Regions from separate parts of the Mus musculus genome. Here region 2 is linked to region 1. A link is a contact called in public HiChIP or PLAC-seq data. All regions are on one chromosome and are shown on one strand. Each heading gives the region's core, a stretch centred on a gene start, on an enhancer-like site or on the middle of the called end of the contact. The rest is flanking DNA. Distances are from core to core; before and after follow the strand shown. Region 1 holds the start of Ddx10 (DEAD box helicase 10). Region 2 overlaps Atm (ataxia telangiectasia mutated).

Region 1 (4,544 bases), core at 568-3,067:
GCTCCAACATTTGTTGATTTTTCTGGCACCTTTGCATCAATACCAAGTCCTCCTGAGTTTATTGGCTAGACAGTTATAGCCCTCAAAGAGAATATCCCAGTCACACTACAGGGGAGGGGTTCCTGAGGAGCTGAGAGATACATTTTTTTTTTTCATCAGTGGTGGAGCTGCCTAACATTGCTCATACTTTAAAAAGAAATCTCAATGGTCTGGATAATTATACTCATTGGTTCTCTAAGGGGTAGAATCCATTCCTTGCTTTAGTCATTGTTGGTGCCCTATTTCACTTGCCCTTGGAAAAGTTCACAAGACACATGGTGTTTGTGTGTGTGTGTGTGTGTGTGCATGTGTGAGTGCATTTAAAAAGTATAGTGATAGCAGGGTTTGGTGGCACACACCTTTAATCCCAGCACTTGGGAGGCACTTGGGAGGCAGAGGGATTTCTTAGTTCGAGGCCAGCCTGGTCTACAAAGTGAGTTCCAGGACAGCTATACAGAGAAACCCTGTCTCGAAAAACAAAACAAAACAAAACAAAAAAAGTGTAGTGATGGAAAATATGAAAAAAAATCTTGGTTTAACTTATAGCTATAGTCATAGTCGTGGAAATAAACATTTACTTAACTTAAAAATCATTATAGCTGGGCAGTGGTGGCACACGCCTTTAATCCCAGCACTTGGGAGGCAGAGGTAGGTGGATTTCTGAGTTCGAGGCCAGCCTGGTCTACAGAGTGAGTTCCAGAACAGCCAGTGCTACACAGAGAAACCCTGTCTTGAAAAAAAAAATCACTATAAAATATACAATGTGAATATTCAGTTAAGGCCACCCAGTTGTTAAAACTGAGAGTAAATGTGATGGTTTGAATAAGAATGATTTCCATAGGCTCATATATTTGGAGTCACAGTTTCAAAACTTTGGAGTTTCAAAAGTCCATGCCAGGCACAGTGTCGCTGTTCATGCGTGCGTACGTGCGTGTGCGTGCGCACGCAGGTGTGTGTGTGTGTGTCTGTGTGTCTGTGTCCTGCCTATGGATCAGGATGCAGCTCTTAGGTACTGCTCCAGTGCCCACCTGGATGCTGGCATGCCTTCCCTGTCATGATGATAATGGACTAAACCTGTGAAACTGTAAGCCAGCCCAGTTAAATGATGCTTCTTTCTATAAAAGTTGCCTTGGTCATGGTGTCTCTTCACAGTAATAGTTCAGTGACTAACACAGTAATCATCTCAGGGTTTGGTTTTTGTTTTGTTTTGTTTTGTTTGTTTTTGACACTTTGTAAGATAAATGGTGATTGATGTTTAGGATGCTCTCCAGAGGCATCTTTACGATGTCTATGTGTAAGTGTATTTTTCTGTATTATGTAACTTTTTGTTAATTGAAAAGTTTGCTTTAAAGCATTTTGAGTCAACACGGTGGCATTTAACTGAAATTAGAGTATTCAGGAGGCAGGTGAATTCTTATAAATTTGAGGCCAGTCTGATCTACAAAGTAACTACGACCTACATACTCTATAACGTATAGCAGTGTACTCGCGAATGTTGGGCACACTTGAATCCAGAGTAAATGAAAAGCAGTACTTTACGCTGAGTATGACTTCACCATACTAGCAATAAGCAGTGTACTTGCGCTGTTTCCGGAAGCCCCAAGCACTCTCGGAAGCAGTGGAGCACGCCCAGTTCCTCCGTGCACGCTTTCCCCTGGCGTCTTAAGATCGCCCCGCCCAGCGGAAGCCAAATCACCAATCATCGTCCGCGCATTGCCTGTCGTCATTAATGTGTGCCCACTCTCCCCAGCTTGGGGGCGGGTTCCCGGACTTGCGCGTGCGCCCCTGCGCCTTCTCCACACGCTGGTTTCGCGTCTTCCGTGCTGTGCCTTGAGGAGCGAGGAGGCTCCCGTGTAGCGGCGTCGTGGGTCCTGGCAGCCCCCGCCATGGGCAAAACGGTTGCTTCTCTGGGTCAGGGAACCCGACCCGACCCGGTGCGGAGCTTTAATCGCTGGAAGAAAAAACACAGCCACAGGCAGCACCAAAAGAAGGAGCGGAGGAAGCAGCTAAAGAAGCCGGAATGGCAGGTCGAGCGCGAGGGGATCAGCCGCCTCATGCAAAACTACGAGAAGGTGAGGTGGGCTCGGGGCACGTTCGGCGGGGCTCTGGGGAGCGAGGGTGGGTGCAGCCCGGAGGTGTTGCCGCTGTGGTGGACTTAGGGTCAGGGTGGTGTGGGAAAGGGGCGGACCCGGCCAACGGGGCCTCACTAGTGGTCTGTTGGGTGTCGCTACCCAGGTCTGACTCTTCTACTTTCCGCAGTGCTGGGAAAAGTGATAGAAATGCGGTGACACTCCGGGTAGGGACATGTGGTGCAGCAGTGGTGACAGAACAGAGAGGCAATAGTGACCGCTGTGGAAAGAACCTAGCGGATGGAGTGAGAGCCTTCAGTAGAGTGCTAGCCCAACACGCAGGAAGTCCTGGGTTCAATCCCCAGCTCCACATAAACCGGGCACATATTGAGCACTAAGGAGGTGGAGGCAGGGGGATCAGAGGTGCAAAGTCATCCAAGGCTTTATAGCAAGTTCGAGGTCAGTCAGTGATACGTGAAACTTGGTCTCAAAAATGAAATAAATAAGCTAAAATCTGGAGTGATGTAAGAAAACGCTGTTGTTCGTGGGAAATGTTTAAAATAATAGAAATATCTTTAAGTACTCTCCATGTTTTATATTCTTTGCCCCTATCTTGAGGTGTGGATGGATCCTAGTAGTCCATTTAACGGATAAGAACTGTAGAGTTTGGAGAGGATAAGAAACTGGCCCTAATTTCCCACATCTAGTAGTGTGGAATTGGAACCTAGACCTGTGTCTGTTTCCACAGCTCTCGATCTTTAAGTTGGGAATTGGCTCTGTCCCTTAGCATCATCTTTTGTTCTTTGTCTCATTGTCTTCATGGTTTTCACCAAGAATCAGTGGAAAGACAATGGAATGTGTTTGCCTCTTCCTGACATCAGCATCTTGTAGCCAGTGTTCCTAGATGAGTAGTCTCATAGTTAACACTTAGACAAGCTGGCGTGTTTTCCTGCCCTAGGTGTCTGCCCCTTAGGAATGTTACTTCTATCCATCCTCTTAAAACCCATATTTTCCAGCATTCATCTACCTTTCTCACCTTTCCAGTGAATGCCACCTTTCTAGTTTGGGATTTAATAGGTAGAATCATCCTGGAATTAAAAGTCATTACTTGCTATCTTGTAGCTTAAACAGCAACAGCAACAGCGACAACTAGATAAACTGTTCAGAGTTGGCAACATTTAAGAATTAGTTGGGGTTTTGACTTCAGATAATTTGATTCGGATTTGGCTCACCAGCTATATGACTTTGGTTACTTTTCTTACACTATTCACACCCTCCCCCCTTATTTTAAAAGGCTTAGTAGTAGTACCTGCCTCATAAGTTGTGAGGAATTAAGATAAAGTGTGGAAAACATTATTCACAATGCCTGTCATATAGAAAAAAGACAAATTAAAAAAGAGGCTATTATTAACAAATTGCTTTTGGATTTTGTTTTGAACTGTGACTAGAATTGCTTGGAGAATGTAGCCTTAGCCTGTGCTTGGTTTACTTCCGTGGAGCTGTGACTCCTTGTTTTGTTCTACCCAGAACTTTTCTGAGTTCATATCCTTATTTCTGCCTATGCTGAATGTCTTAGTTAGGGTTTTACTGCTGTGAATGAACACCATGACCAAGGCAACTCTTATAAGGACAACATTTAATTGGGCCTGGCTTACAGGTTCAGAGGTTCAGTCCATTATCATCAAAATGGGAACATGCAGCATCCAGGCAGGCATGGTGCAGGCAAGCTGAGAGTTCTACATCTTCATCTGTAGGCTGCTGGCTGAATACTGGCTTCCAGGCAGCTAGAATGAGGGTCTGAAAGCCCATACTCACAGTGACACACCTACTCCAATAGGGCCACTCCTTTTAATAGTGCTACTCCCTGTGCCAAGCTTATACAAAGCATCACATTCTACTCCCTGGCCTCCATCGGCTTGTTAAAACGTATGAGTCTATGAGTACTTGGTCGTAGCATAATAAAGAAGTACATTTGGTCCCATTTCCAAAGTCCCCATAGTTTATAGCAGTGTCAACAATTTAGTCCAAGTTCAAGGTCTATTCTGAGATTCATCCAATCACTTAACTCTAATCCCCAAAGAAAGACAGGAAACCAGCTGGGCAAACTCCAAACTCTGCATCTCATGTCTGATGTTAAAGTGGTCTTTAGATCTCAACTCATTTTCATTTATATTGATTGCAGTAAAGTTCTTTCTCCTGGGCTGGTTCCACTCTCTGTTAGCAACTTTCCTCTGCAGATATCCCACGGCTCTGGCATTTTTAACATCTTTGGGTCTCCAAGGCAACTTCAACATCACAGCTTCTTGTTTCAGTGTCTGGGATCTATACATGATGTTCTGGACTCCTCCAAAGGGCTTGGGTTACATCTCCAGCTCATAGCATTCTAGGCTCTGGTTGACTCCATTCCATTGCTGCTTCTGTTCATGGTGACCATCC
Region 2 (4,526 bases), core at 655-3,154, 200 kb before region 1:
TACCCTTTTGTGTTGTGATGGTCATTCTTCCCCAGAATATTCCTTTTTTAATTCTCAGAGACTTTAAGAATGTATGTTTCTGGTAGTATTCTATATCCTTTATTATGATGATGCCACCCAGAATTGGTTAACAATTTCTAAGCTGGTATTTTAAAATACCAGTTTGATTTTGTTTTCTGGCAGCAATGGGCAAAGAAAAAGCAGATCTTTAAAATGATTTATTTGTAACATTCATGAGTGGTTCTCTGCACCATATGTACATCTGGCCCCTACAGAAGCCAGGAGAGGGTTTTGGATGTCCCTGGACCTGGGGTTGCCATGTAGGTTCTGAGAACCAAACCATGGTCCTCCCAAAGAGCAGCAAGTGCTCTTAACCACTGAACCATCTCTCTAGGCCCAGAAAAACAGATTTTTGAAAAGTACCCAAGTCATTAACCTTGAATTTTTTTATGTGTGTATTTCATTCCCTGAGTGGGTGTTTTGTTTGCATCTGAGGAATTATAGTCCTTTCGTTGTCTAGATCTGTGCATGGATTCTCTTTGTATAGCTCCAAGAAACTTAAATGTTTAGTGGGTCTTGTTCTTTGTTGTTGATGGTAGGATCGAACAGAGGCTGCAACCAGAATCATCCACTCCATCAGAAGTAAGCGATGTAAGATGGTGAAGGACATGGAGGCGCTCTGCGATGCCTACATCATCTTGGCAAACATGGACGCCTCTCAGTGGAGGGCTCAGAGAAGTATGTGTGAAAGTACCACTGCCGCTGTCCAGCTTGACCTGCAGTGATAGTCCTCCGTTTACAGCTGTCACTAAAATCTATTTATTTTTAACGTAGAAGGCATCAATATTCCAGCCAACCAGCCAATCACTAAACTGAAGAATTTAGAAGATGTTGTTGTTCCCACTATGGAAATTAAGGTAATTTACTATTAACTCTTGATTTTTTTTTAAAGATTTATTTATTTATCATATCTAAGTACACTGTAGCTGTCTTCAGACACTCCAGAAGACGGTTAACTCTTGATTTTTAATAAGACTAAATTACGGGCTGGTGAGATGGCTCAGTGGGTAAGAGCACCCGACTGCTCTTCCGAAGGTCCGGAGTTCAAATCCCAGCAACCACATGGTGGCTCACAACCATCTGTAACAAGATCTGACTCCCTCTTCTGGCCTGTCTGCAGACAACTACAGTGTACTTACATATAATAAATAAATAAATCTTTAAAAAAAAATAAGACTAAATTACACATTAGTAGATTAAATTATTTGTAGATTTTTTTTCAGTCCAAATGGCTAATTATTGTAGTTTCATATCTTTCTACCTATAGGTTGTCCATTAGATTTTTTTCTTTCTTTTTTTCTCCCTTCCCCCACCTCTCTCTCTCTCCCTTCCTCCCTTCCTCCCTCCCTCCCTCCCTCCCTCCCTTCTTTTCTTTCCTGTTATCTCTTATTGTTATTTTAACTCTAGGGACTGAACCTATTATGCACTGGGGAAGCCTTTTTTATACGTTTAAGGCAGGGTCTCACTTTGTTGACTATGAACCTGCTCTGTAATTGAAGCAAGACTAGAACTTGACCATCCTCCTCTCTGTCTTTTGAGTACCTGGGACTACAGACCTGTGTCCCGTTCACTGTTTTTCTCTGTATTATTCTTTCTCAGTGTGTGGGTGTGTTTCATGCCCATGGTGATGGAACACTCTACCTCTGGTTTGCGGGTGGGCAACACCACTCCATCATTTTTGTTGTCGCCGTTTTGGTTTTTAGTCATTCAGTATGCACTGGGATGTATTGGCTGTGATGTAACTATATTATTTAGTAAAACAGTAGGTGTTATGGTACCTCTAAGTTGCTGTGTATACGTACTAAACACCTATTCATAGTGATCTTTTATTCCTAGAAGTACCATGTGGGCAGGATGTGTGTAACACTAAAGGTTACCATTTTAGAAGCTGATGCGTTAGGTCCATGGTACAGCTCTCTTTCTCCTTCCAATGTGTACACTAAGATTAGTGTTCTTGTTACTGAGTTTGACCCATTATTGCATCATGCAGGTTAACAGATACAGGCTATGTGGTTTAGCTGAATATTTCCTCTTTTAAAATTTTACATGATACTCTTGTGAATTAAATAATTCCTTAGATTTTTTTCAACATATGTAAATAACAACTAAGTTCTAGTTTTCAGTAGTTTTTCAGCAGTACTATTTAATTGACTTAAAATGCTGAAGATTTATGAAAAGATGTTTAAGAAAGTAAACTGTGTTATATGTAATTTTAAAAATCTGGGCAGCAAGTAAAGACACTTGCTGCCAATCATTTAAACCAGAGCTCTGCCTGGGTACCAGCATGGTGACACATATGTGTGGTCACCCAAATACACACACATACACACCAAGTAAATAAGCAAACGTAATAAAAATCTATCAGTGTCATTAATTCTAACTTGAATTAAACAAATTAGAAATTAGAAACCCAGCTGTTAATTAGCAGAGTTATCATTTGTGGTTGTTTACTGTTTATCATTAGTTATTCTCCTGTTTTGTTTGTCTGACCTATAATAATTATTTATCATCATTTATTAGGTTGATCCCACAGGAGAGTATGAAAATCTGGTGACTATAAAATCATTTAAAACAGAATTTCGCTTAGCTGGAGGCTTAAATTTACCCAAAATAATAGATTGTGTGGGTTCTGATGGCAAGGAAAGGAGACAGCTTGTGAAGGTAAGACTTCCTGTTTCTGGTATAGTCTTCAGAGGATTAATGCCATCAACATCAACAGCAGGATATTTAATTCTTACCTCATTTGGTTGTCTGGATCTAGCTTTATCCTGAATAATGACAGGTAGAAAACATTTTTGAAGTAGAAATACAGTGTGATAGAATCAAACTGCTTTTTAGAATTGTGTGTCTTCTCTGAAAGACTGTAATTTTTGTTTTTGTGTCCTGCTATTATGGATTAGAACCAGGGCCTCGCTCATGCTCATCTGCTTCTGAGTTACATCCCAGCTCTCCTTTAGGTTTTATTTGACACAGGGTCTTGCTAAGCTCCCTGGGCGGGGCTTGAATTTAAGACCCTCTTACCTGAGCCTCTGGAGAAGCTGAGACTGTAAGTCGGCAGTACTGGGCTTAGCAGGCTCTTGCACAGTTGATTCAAGAGAAAGAATTGCACACGCTATGAGCTTACTTGTAAAAAAGGCTTATGGTGGGGATTAGAACAATTTAAGGCCTGTACTCAATATCCCGGGCCTGACACAGTGCCACTTGCTCCTGAGAAGTAGCAGCACTCCCTGCTTTGCATTGCTGCTTAGGTGCTTTTGGAGTCTTGCTGAAAATAGAAGAGAAATGAAAGATTACTTTATTTGGGTGTTTTGTATTGTGCCTTCAGTTGAAGGAGTTAGTTTAGTTATTAGAGAAGCAGCTAAGAGGAACTTGGCCTTTGTATCAATCTGCTTCCCAGTTTCATAGGTTTTGTTTTTTTTTTTTTTTCTAAGTGAAAAATGACAGTAGGTATTAATTATTCAAGACATTCTGAAGATGAGTGTAGAAACTCAGATTGACTAGTTCTGCCTTTTCTTAGATGACTCTGTGCTTATAATAAAGTAAACTCTGCCTGTTCATGTCTGGTTGTTCTGAAGGGCCGTGATGACCTGAGGCAAGATGCTGTCATGCAGCAGGTCTTCCAGATGTGCAATACACTACTGCAGAGAAACACTGAGACTAGAAAGAGGAAACTGACTATCTGCACATACAAGGTAACTTGTGGTCCTGCAAGGTAGCTTGTGTTCTGCAGCTTGCCCAAGGAAGGTGCACTGTTTGGACCAAGAATGAGCATATGTTTTCTGTAAAAGAACAACTAGTAAATATTTTAGACTTTGAGGACCATTCAGGTCTTTTGTATATTGTTTAATTTTTACTTATGACTTTTTAAAATCTCTGTCATCTTTTGCTCACAAGCTGTACAGAAATAGACTGATACTGGTTTTGCTTCAGAGGCTATGGATTGCCACTCTCAGGTTGGACAACACAACTTTAATTTTCATTTTAGTATTATTTAATGTTGGCTGCCATTAGACATTTTCTACAGTCAACAGCAATAGTCTCCCTTTATTGTGGTAAGTAATGTGCTGTAGGGATTATGCTGCTGCTTATCTGTGCATGGTTCATTTTGGTTATTTCTGGGCTTGTGTTACTGCACACGGTGATACTCTGCACTGAACAGATGAAGTGAGCATGCATGCTTCGTTCATTTCACATTCTGGTCAATCTATTGGAAAGATTTTCAGAAATTGGATTGCTAAGTGAGAGGACACTGCAACCTTCATTTGGTAGATTTTACTGTAGGACAGTCAATGGAGTTAGACCCATTTCCATTTTCTCCACAGTTCACTTGAGAAATCCTCGGGTCCTGTTATTCTATCATTAGCTGATCTTTTTTCCTAAGAGGTGAAGGTTTGTCCTTTTCCGGCTTTGTTCCCACATTCTCTTCCCCATCTCCATCCTCTGTCACTGCTGTCTCAGGGCTTCTT

The links. HiChIP or PLAC-seq counts read pairs in DNA pulled down with a chosen protein or histone mark.
Region 2: a BATF HiChIP or PLAC-seq map of CD8 T cells shows a contact between it and region 1, with 5 read pairs. The contact joins the enhancer-like site here to the promoter of Ddx10 in region 1. A contact is called at or near these places in 13 of 39 promoter capture datasets (the 3T3-L1 cell line, the C10 cell line, the HPC-7 cell line and 10 more), 4 of 15 datasets of contacts at CTCF or cohesin (embryonic stem cells, pro-B cells and stem cell-derived epiblast-like cells), 45 of 484 Hi-C or Micro-C datasets (B cells, the C10 cell line, CD4 T cells and 23 more), 24 of 115 datasets of contacts at active chromatin or transcription factors (the 230-238 cell line, CD8 T cells, the SCID.adh cell line and 12 more) and 4 of 9 other capture datasets (adipose tissue, embryonic stem cells, liver and 1 more).

Annotation. Positions count from the first base shown.
Region 1 is chr9:53,245,385-53,249,928 of GRCm38.p6, reverse strand. Ddx10 (DEAD box helicase 10) reads left to right here and starts at 1,817. Exons shown (of 18, transcript NM_029936.2): 1 at 1,817-2,111. The coding sequence starts at 1,926.
Region 2 is chr9:53,449,744-53,454,269 of GRCm38.p6, reverse strand. It overlaps Atm (ataxia telangiectasia mutated), which reads left to right. Exons shown (of 63, transcript NM_007499.3): 53 at 600-738; 54 at 835-917; 55 at 2,581-2,721; 56 at 3,636-3,752. Among named protein-coding and RNA genes, the nearest start is that of 4930550C14Rik, 47 kb to the right of the region's middle. Within about 2 kb of position 1,904, at least 10 of the 459 cell types and tissues checked have an H3K27ac peak or open chromatin away from gene starts, as enhancers often do. A contact at or near this core is called in CD8 T cells and the SCID.adh cell line, where this site is marked.